Linked DNA regions of Mus musculus: all the other regions are linked to region 4. Evidence: chromatin contacts called from public promoter capture Hi-C data. All regions are on one chromosome and are shown on one strand. The core of a region is the stretch at or near the end of the contact, and the rest is flanking DNA. Distances in the headings are between cores, read along the strand shown. Region 1 holds the start of Fam227b (family with sequence similarity 227, member B). Region 2 holds the start of A630026N12Rik (RIKEN cDNA A630026N12 gene). Region 3 holds the start of Eid1 (EP300 interacting inhibitor of differentiation 1). Region 4 holds the start of Shf (Src homology 2 domain containing F).

Region 1 (2,790 bases), core at 164-2,663, 3.8 Mb after region 4:
GTACTACCCATACTTAACATGTAAGCACTTCCAGGGCAAGGTGTAAAGATGACAATAACAAAGCCAAAAATTGAAAGGGCTAACAATTAAAAGTCAAATATCCCATTTTCTGATGTTCAGGCCCTCACTGTTTGATGCCTAACTGTGATGTTGTGCACAAATAACTAAAGCTTAATTCCTAAGGCAGGTAGACATGTCAATGTGGGTCTCAAAGTAGACTCTCAACTGTTTTAGCATTCAACATATATGAATACCATTCTGGTGGCTCTCACATTGCGTCTCAAAAGGTTAGTAACTTCTTTTTCTGTTTTGATAAGTGAAGGTATAGTGGACTGGCTGACATTTAGAATGACTTTTGTTCTGCATGCCTCTCTTTATTAAAACATTTTTGCTTAAAGTCTAAATTCAAATATCCATGGTCTAATTTCTACCTCACTCTCACTAGTTCTGAAATTCCTTTTCTGTATCCAAATCAGGAATACCAGTTTGGCTCGAGTTGAGGTCTCCAAAACATTAAGGGACCTATTCAGTCTGCTAAGAGTGACAGAAGGGATTCTCCTCTCCTCCTCTCCTCTCCCCTCCCCTCCCCTCCCCTCTCCTCTCCTCTCCCCTCCCCTCTCCTCCTCTCTCTTCCCTTCCCTTCCCCTTCTTCCTTCCCCTTCCCTTCCCTTCTCTTCTCTTCCTCTCCTCTTCTCTCTCTCTCTCTCCTCCTCCTCCTCCTCCTCCTCCTCCTCCTTCTTCTTCTTCTTCCTCTCTGTGTCTCTCTGTCTGTCTGTCTCTGTCTCTCCTATTCAAGTAGAAGCTACCACTCATGACCAGGCTGGAAATGGGCCTTTCTCCTACTTACAGGTGTGATCCTGGGAATTCATGTTAACCATTGTCTATTTTTCTGTTAAAACTTTTATATAAATTCTGGTGTGGTAAATATCAGTGTCCTGGCTTGTCATTCGTGATTACACACAAGGCTGTTCTTTTTCTCCCATTGGTTAATTTCATAATTCTCCACTCATTAAACAAATTGCTTGATATATGACAGTTTTGTTTCTAATTTAACAACTATTGTTTAGGTTTCTTTGAGGTGGAGCATAGAAAAATAATTTAATCACTTATCCACATATATTAGACTTTAAAAAAAAATAAAAGAAAAATACAGTAGGTGTCAACTCTGCGTGTTGTAAGCAAAGCACAAAATGCATAAACGGTTTTCCTAAGAAGTCTATCAAGCTTGAACTACCAACCACCTAAAGCTACAAGTCTGAGATCTCGTAAATATAGTATTTGGGGAGGTAAAGCGGTGTTACTAGCTCCTCACTAACTCACAGAAACTACTTTCGAAAAGGCTGTTCCGGAACACGTCCCCAGTTGCGCTGGGGGCCCACAACGGGCGGCACAGCAGGAAGCTGACGGTTCCTTTGGAACAGGTCACCCGGGAAGCGAAGGCGGGACTTCCGAACCAGTTCCTCCTGCTCGCCCACGGGATTCTCCCTCTGAGCATGCGCCGTGGTCAGCTTCCCCGTGGCCCTGGCAACCGCCAGGCCCCGCCCTCCGGTGTTCTGCGGAAAGCGCTCCGGGGGGGAGCGCGTGGAGCGGAGGCGGTACGGACCGAGAGTTGAGCGTGGTGCAGGTCGGCATCCCCTCGGGTCGGGTGGCTCGGGCCGGACGCCGGCCAGGCCCAGCGGAGGTCTCACTGCGGGCTAGTGCTGCGTGTGGCGTGCCCGTGGGGGCAAGACTTGAGTGGTCTGGGGCCTAAATGAAGCCTTATTAGGCTTCCCGAGTCGGCGTTGCTCACTCCTGGCAAGGCCAGCTCCCTGTGAGCACCGATCTGTAATTCAGGCTTTGGCGTGGTTTCGGCATGGTCGCGGGAAAAGGAAACCAGATGTGTGCTGTTACCGTCAGCCGATAAGCAGACGCGTTTCTTGTGTGTCTATTTCTTGGGAATGTGAGACAAGTATAGTAACACTTTGCGTTGCTAGTTCCACGAGGTTGGGTAAGGATGAAGAGCCCAAGATTGCAGCATTTCAGGGCTGTTTATGATTGAACTCCAAATGCAAAAATTTCCAAGACATTTCGCCTGTCATATAATGTGTTCTGTGGGAAGGGAGTCAAGTTCTGTGTTTAAAAAATGGCGGTGGTATCTTGGATGTTTAAAAAAAAGGGGGGGGGGGGCGAGAGGGATATTGTACCTCATCAAATTATACGATCAGTTCTTAGTACTTCACAAGCAAATATTGAAAACAGTCTTATCTGGTCCTGAATTTGTCCACAATTCAAAATAGGAGAAATTTAAAGAATATTCCCTTGGGAGGCAAATCAGCTTAGTGTGTTGGAAAAAGTAGCCTTGTTCCGCCGATCTGTGTAGTGCCCCAAAGTTGAGTAGAAAGATAAGTCCTGGATGCCTTCTACAGAGTGGTTTCAATTTAGTTGATAAGTATTTGAATCTATCTAAAAAAAATCAAGAATAGGTAAATCGGAAAGAGTTGTACTTTTGCCTCATTGAAAAGTGCCTCCAAATGAATATGTTTGTCCATATCAAATATGTGGACCCAGGGATAAGTAGTCAGAAGTGTAAAAGATTGTCTTTGTGTGAGTTTATAACTGAGTTAGAATCTGACTTTGAGCCTAAAAATAGATGTTATGTGCAAAGCAGACAGGATGAAACTGCATAAGTATCATTATTTTTAGAGAAATTGAGTGGAAAAAAAAGTTTTTCAGCCCAATTTGCAGAGTAGACCATCAGGATGCTAGTTATTTGCCCTAGGAACCGCCCTTGTTTTCTAATTCTTTACAACT
Region 2 (2,725 bases), core at 148-2,647, 4.3 Mb after region 4:
GTACTTAACATGCTGAATAGAAGGATGGGATATATCATGTTTTTTAAAAAAAGCATAATATACATACAGTGTTTTCCATTGGCTATGTGGCATATCACAAGACTGTCTGCAAAAATTGACTCAAGAATGTTTTCTGTTAAACTAGGCTTTAAAAAAGACTTTCGAAAGTGCAAAACAATGTGACTCTTGCCTAAGTCATGAGTTGACACGTTACTTTTCATTTTTGACAAAATAAGAAAAGCGAATAAAGGGATAAGAGCCATCAGTTCCCTTAAAACTTAAAAAGTCAGAGTCTGAAGGCCTAAGAGCCAAAAAGCTATCAGTTATATTTAAATTAATCTGGGTGAATCTCTGTGAGGTAGACTATCGTCTGCGTACTAAATTCGGTGCGTTTTCAATTCTGGGAAGGCCACTACTTCCCTAGAAAAAGCACACCACCGTTCTTTTTTACCCCCAGATAAAAATTACATTTCAGAAAGTAACTTGCCTGAATAGACAACAAACCACAGTGTCTGCAGAAAGAACTCTTAAAAATTACTCCCACGTTATGAAGCTCTCTTTCAGAAGTACTGTGGTCTCGCTCCCTGCTTTAAAGCAAATGTGTCTGCTAGACACAGTGGAAATGGGCTTAAAGCAAAAGCTTCAAGGGAAAAAAAGCCAGCAGGTAGGCCCGCTTTCCTTCGCTCTCATTTTGGAGATGCACACTTCAAGGCTAAGCCCGCGGCTTCAACGCCGTGGGAGAGGTTCACAACAGCACACTCAACACCGATCTGTGCCCAGGCAAGACATGACCGACGAAACTCGCGGCTTCTTTCCGCACCCGCGCTCGCGTGGGTTCCGGTGGCGAAGTCTCCGGGGCAAAAGTCTCGGCCACTGAGAATGGCAGGCTCCGTCCCTTCCGGACTGGCCCGTCTACCCTGCCCCGACCCGGCTGTTCGGGCCGAAACCCGAGCGCCCCGGGCTCCGCGGGGCCCAGCGGGGCAGCGCGGCCCGGCCTTCCCTCCCGCTTGTCGTCGGCCCGGCCAGGCCAGGCCCTCAGGCCGCCGAGACAAAGGAGCGGGCGGGGACAGCGCCGCCTCTCCCGCCGCCTGCCCCGCCGGCCCGGACCCCCACGGCCATGGCGACCCCACCGCAGACCCGACCCGTGGGGCCCGCAGGAGGCCGCGGCGCCTGACCGAGGAGGGGGCGGCGGCCGCCACCATGTCTGCCGCCCCTCCCAGAAGCCAAGCGCCGGGCGGACAAAGCGCGGCGGCGGCGGCGGCGGCAGCACGGACACCCAGGCCGACCCCGCCGACCCCCGCCAAACAAGCGGGGCCAGGAGCCCCGGAAACCCGGCGCCTTAATGCAATAAACAGGAAATCGCGGGGATGATCTGGGTTCCGGGGGAAGTGGAATTATTTTTTACCAGCGAAGAGATCAACTTCCACATCCGGTGGTAACAGGGCCCTACACAGACCCGCACTGACCTGGAAAAGCTTCGGGAGCGGCGGCGGGGGAGCAGCGGGAGGAGGTGCGGGGACCGCGGCGCCTCGGAGCCGTCAGGGCAGACGCGGCCCCGCCACACACAGAGCGCTTCGCTGCACAGGGCGCTATTTTCCGAAAATGCCGCGTCTGCTCGGCGCCCAAAATCCCCACCGAAAAGTCCCCGTCGGCGCGGAGGGACACGGCGGCCGAGCTCCCAGCATGCCTGCGGCGGCCTCGCCAACCCGCGCCCGTTTCCGCCCCACTGGCCCCGGGAGCGAGCCTGCCGCCGCCCTCCCCCAGCCCCGTTCCGGCGGGAGAAAGGGATGAGAGGGTCTGCTTCTGACTTTAAACGGGGAGAAAGGAAATAAGCCATTTCTAGCGTTCGGCCACACAAAGGCTGCGGCGGAATGATCCGCGGGGCGACCGCAAGTCCCGGCTCGCCCGGCGCCTGCGCGGCAGCGGGGTGAGCGCTGCGGTGGCCCTGTGCGCGGCTGGGTGTTCCGCGCCGCGTCGCGGGGCGGGATGTGTGGGAGTTAGGGGTGCGTGTGCTAAGTTCTCCCCCGGCGTGACACGGAAAGTGCCGGCATTTCGGGACGCTTGGAGCTTGGACTTGACTATGGGGTGTTCTAGCAGATTCCCGGCAGGCGGAAGGGCAGCCGGGTACCTAAGATTTAACTTACCGTGGTCCTGGAAGGTACCCGGAATCGCTGGTTGTGGGGCCTGTGCGGGAACAAAGGATGCCTGTCCTCTTCACCTGGTGTAAACTGGTCGTGTGTGACGTGGATGTTTCTGTGGCTTTTTTTTTTTTTAATGTTGTAATAGTGACGCTTTTCTCCTGTCTGTATTGTCAGGATTTTTGTTGATTTGTTTTCGAGGCAAGGTTTCTCTGTAACAGCCCTGCCTGACCTGGAACTGGCTTTGTAGACCAGGGTGGCCTCAAACTCAAAAGAATCCGCCTGCCTCTGCCTCTCAATTGTTGGGATTAAAGGCGCGTACCACCATGCCTAGTGACGTATTTTACTTTCAATGAACCAAGAGTTGATTGGGAGATGATGATTTGTGAAGGAAAAGCCTTATAAATTTACTTCACATGCGATTTTCAAAGTTCCACTTTGATATATTTCACCGAAAAGTCCACTACCCGTGGAACTTTTGGCGTCAGGTATCTAGGAATGAGAATATCGGAGACAACCGAGAATAACCTAGGAGCAAAATGGCTTAAATGAGATCCAAATTGTTTACAGACTTCATTTGTGTTTGT
Region 3 (2,818 bases), core at 135-2,634, 3.3 Mb after region 4:
AATGATGCCTTTTCTTCTGGGTAGTAAGTAAACAAATATATGTAGCTTGTGATAATTAAGCCACACACATTACCTGTGCACTTTTCTCTATTAACATTTCAATAAGAACAAAAATCAACATGCAAAGATTATATTCCAATAACAGCTCATGAGAAACTTCATTTAATGGATAAAGAGGAAGATTTCATACAAATATGTTCAAGTATGTAAAACTAGTAAGGATCATGTAACACTTTGGAGAAAAGTTCGCTGAAGAATATAAAAAATGACCATTGGCAAAAATTATATAAGATAAAGAGGAATGCTATGGAGCATTGTCTCTTGGACATGACAGGGCCATTGCATCCACGAATAATAAACTAAAGCTATGGAAAGATTATAAAGATACAATCAAGGCTGGAGAAATGGCTCAGCAGTAAACAGCATCGGCTGCTCACACTAAGGACCAGGGTTCGACTCCCAGTAATCACAGGGCAGTGTACAACTGACTTCGTTTCTAGGAGTTCCAACGCCCTCTTTTGGCCTCTGTAGGCACAATGCACACACGTGGCACACAAACATTACAGACAGGCAAACAAACGCATACACACGAAAGAGAGATCAAATTGATAAAACTTAAGTTTACTTATATTAATTCCATAAAACAATACGTGGTAAGGGTGTGGATATTCTCAAACACTATTGGCTACAGTTTAAGTTTGTAGAGCAACCGTGGCGCGTGATTATCTGTATATATTTAAAATATGTATAGCCTATTTTCCACCTTTCTTTATCCTAGTACTCACACATGTATGTGGTTTAGTTTCCCCATGGTATATACGTGTGGACATACACACAATTTATCTTTGGTTAGGTCAACTTCAATAAATTCAGAAGAAAAAAACCGAAAAGTTAAATTTTCTCAGTGCGCAGGACGGGACTAGTGGGATTTGAAATGGTGAGAGGTAATGGACATGCTGATCACAGGAACGCTGGGGAGGCAGGGAGGTGGAGGAGAGATGGCATCTGTGACAGAAGGCCAGGGCTTTCCATCTAGGCAAAGCAAGCACTTGGCAAGGAACTTAGAGCTGGTCTCCAGGTGGGTCACCAGCGGAAGCATCGCGGGTCCTGAGTGGGTGTGAGGGTGAGGTGGGAGTCCGGGAAACATAGGGGGTGAGGGGTGGGAAGGGAAGAGCTCGCGCCCGCGCCCGCGCCCGCGCACCACGCCCCCCCCCCCCCCCGTGGACCAAGCGGCCTACTCGCCAGCACACGCACGCCATGCTGGCACGCGCACCACGCCCGCCTACCCGTTTGCGCACGTGAAACGTGCTCCGCACGCGCATCACGCATGCCCACTCGCCTGCGCACGCGCCCCCCCCCCCCAGCTCGCGCTCCACGCACGCCCTCTTGCCTGCGCACGCGCACCACGCCCGTTCGCGCGCCCGTCTCTGCAAAAGGTTCCTTTTTTTTTTCCACCTTGGTCGAGTCGCTTCCACCATGGCGGAGATGGCAGAGCTTTGCGAGCTGTACGAAGAAAGCAACGAGTTGCAGATGGACGTGCTGCCCGGCGAGGGCTATATGGAGGTAGGCCGCGGGGCCCGCGGGCCGGCCCCGGAGGAGGGCCCCATGGAGGAGGAGGCCGGGCCGGCCGCCGCCCGCGCCCAGCGCGGTCTGTTCCCCGAGGCTGGCGCGGACCTGGAAGGCGACGAGTTTGATGACTGGGAGGACGACTACGAGTTCCCTGAAGAGGAGCGCTGGAGCGGCGCGATGCACAGGGTGTCCGCCGCCCTGGAGGAAGCCAACAAGGTGTTCCTGCGAACCGCGCGAGCCGGAGATGCCCTGGATGGCGGCTTTCAGGCGCGGTGTGAGAAGAGCCCTTTCGACCAGCTAGCTTTTATCGAAGAGCTGTTTTCGCTGATGGTTGTCAATCGACTGACCGAAGAGCTCGGTTGTGATGAGATCATTGATCGAGAGTAAATGCTGACGAGAGAGGAGGAAACTACCTGAGAGGGAGAGATTCAACATTCTGCTATTTTGGGGTTCATTCCAAATAGTTCTGTGCAAAAAATAAAAACAGTTGGTTTTTGTTTCTCGGAATAGAAGACGGGACAGTGAATGACCATGCATTGTGGAAAAGGAGAATCGAGGAAGGAGGAGTGTTAAACCTGAGAATCGCGAGGAGAAAAAGACCAAATCGTTCCTCTTTGGTCTCACAGGGGCTCAGCAAAAACCTCTGGTTCAGACTGTTGATCGAGATGATTTTCCTTACATTGGAGAAGAGCTTTCTCTGTTAAGCTTTTAAAGATGGTTTGGAAGAGTAAATTGTGACTACCAATACAAGAATCTAATTAAAGAATGGGGGGAAATACATTCCAAGATGTCTTTAATTCGAACTGAAAGGCTATTGAAAAAAAAAAAAACTTTCCAAATTCTTTTTGGTGATTTATACACATCAGTTATCAAAAGCTAAACTTGAGGTTTAAGATTGAGTATTCATCTACCCCACAGAGTAGTCCAAGTAAATGTGGGTATAAATGTAGACGTGTTATCATGTGTGCTGTCATCTTAAAATGTGTTACAAACGCTTCTGGAATTTTGACTGCACATGTATCTTCATGATTTATAAAGCTACTGTGACCTCTAATTTGGAAAAACCCATTGTAATGATTTTCAAAGTAAAGAAAGAAACAGGATGTCTTTTTAAGGTTTTAAGTTCATGCATTAAATAAAATGTATGGGAAAGCCCAAAGACAAACTTTCTAATACCCTTTTATACTAGGGAAATTTCACTTGCTGTTTTGTACCTTGACAGATGGTAAGACTATAACTGAAGTTCATA
Region 4 (2,700 bases), core at 164-2,663:
TTCAGCTGTTTATCATCCAGGACAGGATAAAACTGGAATTAAGAAGGAAGGTAGATGTCCTGAGAGACAAACTATTGGGAGTCTTCCTCCAGGGCCTGCAGATCCAGTCTCTCTCAGAATGGACTGAGAAAGAGGAAAGCCTAGAGAGAGGAGATAATGAATGAACCCCATCACTCGGCCTTAACTGGGCAACAGGTCCTGACCACCGAGTGTCCTCATACTTGGGGGAACACTGGAAGGAGTGCGCCTGTACCCCAGGGGTGAATTTCTTCAGGAAGAGCTGGACATTGCCCATCTTGGCATCCGGAGTACAACAGTCCCCCCCCCCCCCTAATCCCACTGGGAAAGGCAAAGGCCAGCGCTCGCTGTGTTCACGGAAGAATCTTAGTTTTCAGCCCCTTTCTGGGCTTCAGACCTGCAAAGATGCCTGGACTCCAGGACCGGGTGGGAGGTGGGAGGAAGGAGAAGGGGAAGAGGAGGGGGAGAGAAAAGCTTTGTGGAGGGAAGAGTCAAGAGATCAAAGGGCAGAGGAGCTGCTGCTCCGGAGAGGGCACAAAGGCCATAAACCGGCAAAGGGAAGGGAGGGGTGCTTCTCCATGCCCGTTAGAAAAAAGGTTCCAGGATCAGGGTTGGACGGGTTGCAAAGCTGAGGACAGAGCCATTGAGGGAGGTCGTCCCTAGTCCTCGGGCCCTAACAGGAAACAGGGCAGAGTTTGGGGACTCAGATTAGTCGGTGGAGAAGCTAACAAAGGGGTTAAAATTTGAGCCCCCGTGTCAGGGACTAAGCTTATGTCAACTAGAAATACTGACTGCGAAAGGCTGAGTCCCAGCCAAGCCACCTTTGTCCCTCCCTAAATCTCCAGACCTCAGACCACCACCCCTCCTGGACACCCACGCCCGGCGCAGCACTCACCCTGTCGCTGCTGGCAGGGGGTCCGGAGTCCGGAGGGGGTGCTGGGGGGCCGGGGGTCTCGACCCGAATGAGGCGGTGCGGGGGTGAGCCGTGGCGCGGGGGCGGAGTGGGGCCAGGGACCGCAGGGGTGGAAAGGGCGGCGGACGCGGACGGGCCCCCGGAGTAGGGGTCCTCGAAGTCGCGGTCTCGCTGCAGCCGGTAGGCGGCCAGGATGTCCGGGGGCGGCGCAGGGGGCGCGGCCGGGCAGGGAGCTGGGGGGCGGTAGTCGGGCTCTGGGGGGGCGGGTTTGGCGCCCCCTCCACCGCCGCCCCCGCGAAAGCCCAGGTGCTCCCGCAGCCACTTTGCGACTCCACCGCTGCCGCCCCCTCCCGGGCCGGTCCCCGCACCCCCAGCCCCGCGGCGGGATCCCCCAGGGCCGCCCCCCGCGCTGCCCTGCGCCCTCGGCCCCGGGCCGGAGCCCGTAGGAGGAGCTCCGCTCAGTAGCATGGGGCCCTCCCAACTGAGCGAGCAGACCGCGGGCGGCGGGGGCGGGGCGAGAGGGGGCGGAGCTGCGCCGGCGGGAGGGGCGGGGCTCGTCGTCAGTGACACGAGGGGAGGAGCCCGCTGCCTAACGGGGACCCGAGGACTCTGAGAGGAGTAGATGGGATGCGGGAAGCAACTGCGCCGAGGGTGAGTCCTCCACATGTCGTTACCCGTGCTCCTGTGGGGCGCTCTCTAGTCCCATCTGCTCTTTGCACCTCCCAGTTTGTGTCAGACGCGGGAAGATGAGTCCCCAGGCACATCCTGCTCATCCTGATTCCTTTCCCCCAAACCCAAAGACCCAAACATTTTCGAAGACGCTGCTCTTCAGATGCGCCTATTACTGCCCTCACCTTGGGAGTACCGCCTACCTCTTCCTATCCCTTAACTCACACCCAAACCTAGGTTGCCTTTCTATCCAGGCAAACTTCTCACGTGGCATGCAATCAGTTCTCCAGAGACACCCATTGCTCCGATGTTTCCACACCCAACCGCCAGCTTCAAATGCTTACAACCCTCGCACAAACAATCCCCATCCACGCTTACACCGGCCCCCAGCAGGCCCACGCAGCCCTCACAGCTGCCCTGCTTTCTTGTGGAAATCCCTCAAGCTCCACCCTGGGTTTGTCAATCTGTCTGTGACAGAATAGAAACAGACAGATCAATAAATCAAGCGAGAAACAGGTCTAATGTTGTCAATCACCAGCCCCTTACCTTCTCAGGGCTCCGATGATGATGCCTAAGAGCCTGGAATTTTGTCTTAGAAAGGAAGCAGGTTCACCAGAAGTATTGTAGCCCTGAAGGCCAGCATCTCTCCCTCTCCCTCCTCCCCCTTCCTCCCCCTCCCTCCTCCCCTCCCTCTCCCCTCCTTCTCCCCTCACTTCATGGGGTATAATAGAGAAACTAAGAGGTTTACATTCCAGAATATACAGTTTAAAATACTAACTACTGATGCAACGGTGAGCATAGAGATGACAGGTTCCTGAGGATATTGTAGCTAACCCACAGGAGAAGGTCTCCTCACTCACCCAATGGGAGGGGATGGGAAAGGCAATGGACTGCCAACTCCTGGGCCAAGACCACGCCCTTGTCCTATCTTAGAAAGGGTGATAGGGGTTGTTGTCATGCAAATTAAGGGTGATGAGCGATCTGAGCACAGCCCTTGCTCTGTAGTCACCTTGCAGTCAGGCCTCCGCTCAGACTCATGGCAATCCTGTTGCTCAAGCTTTCCCAAGGCAAGTTCTGAGGTTGCAGGTGTGCGCCACCAC

The links. Promoter capture Hi-C pulls out the DNA fragments that hold promoters and counts their contacts.
Region 1: a contact with region 4 is called in a promoter capture Hi-C map of pre-B cells. The contact joins the promoter of Fam227b here to the promoter of Shf in region 4. A contact is called at or near these places in 1 of 39 promoter capture datasets (pre-B cells) and 1 of 484 Hi-C or Micro-C datasets (B cells).
Region 2: a promoter capture Hi-C map of pre-B cells shows a contact between it and region 4, with 2.5 times the contacts expected there. The contact joins the promoter of A630026N12Rik here to the promoter of Shf in region 4. A contact is called at or near these places in 2 of 39 promoter capture datasets (cranial neural crest and pre-B cells).
Region 3: a contact with region 4 is called in a promoter capture Hi-C map of cranial neural crest. The contact joins the promoter of Eid1 here to the promoter of Shf in region 4. A contact is called at or near these places in 1 of 39 promoter capture datasets (cranial neural crest) and 1 of 484 Hi-C or Micro-C datasets (B cells).

The regions. Positions count from the first base shown.
Region 1 is chr2:126,150,591-126,153,380 of GRCm38.p6, forward strand. It overlaps Fam227b (family with sequence similarity 227, member B), which reads right to left and starts at 1,414. Exons shown (of 17, transcript NM_029455.3): 1 at 1,321-1,414. Dtwd1 (DTW domain containing 1) reads left to right here and starts at 1,551. Exons shown (of 5, transcript NM_026981.2): 1 at 1,551-1,624.
Region 2 is chr2:126,673,890-126,676,614 of GRCm38.p6, forward strand. It overlaps A630026N12Rik (RIKEN cDNA A630026N12 gene), which reads right to left and starts at 1,398. Exons shown (of 1, transcript NR_166192.1): 1 at 1-1,398. It overlaps Gabpb1 (GA repeat binding protein, beta 1), which reads right to left and starts at 1,703. Exons shown (of 9, transcript NM_001271468.1): 1 at 1,467-1,703.
Region 3 is chr2:125,671,716-125,674,533 of GRCm38.p6, forward strand. Eid1 (EP300 interacting inhibitor of differentiation 1) reads left to right here and starts at 1,385. Exons shown (of 1, transcript NM_025613.3): 1 at 1,385-2,818. The coding sequence starts at 1,477. The coding sequence ends at 1,956. All of the region lies in intron 4 of Shc4 (SHC (Src homology 2 domain containing) family, member 4), which reads right to left.
Region 4 is chr2:122,367,734-122,370,433 of GRCm38.p6, forward strand. It overlaps Shf (Src homology 2 domain containing F), which reads right to left and starts at 1,414. Exons shown (of 7, transcript NM_001374011.1): 1 at 914-1,414. The coding sequence starts at 1,399.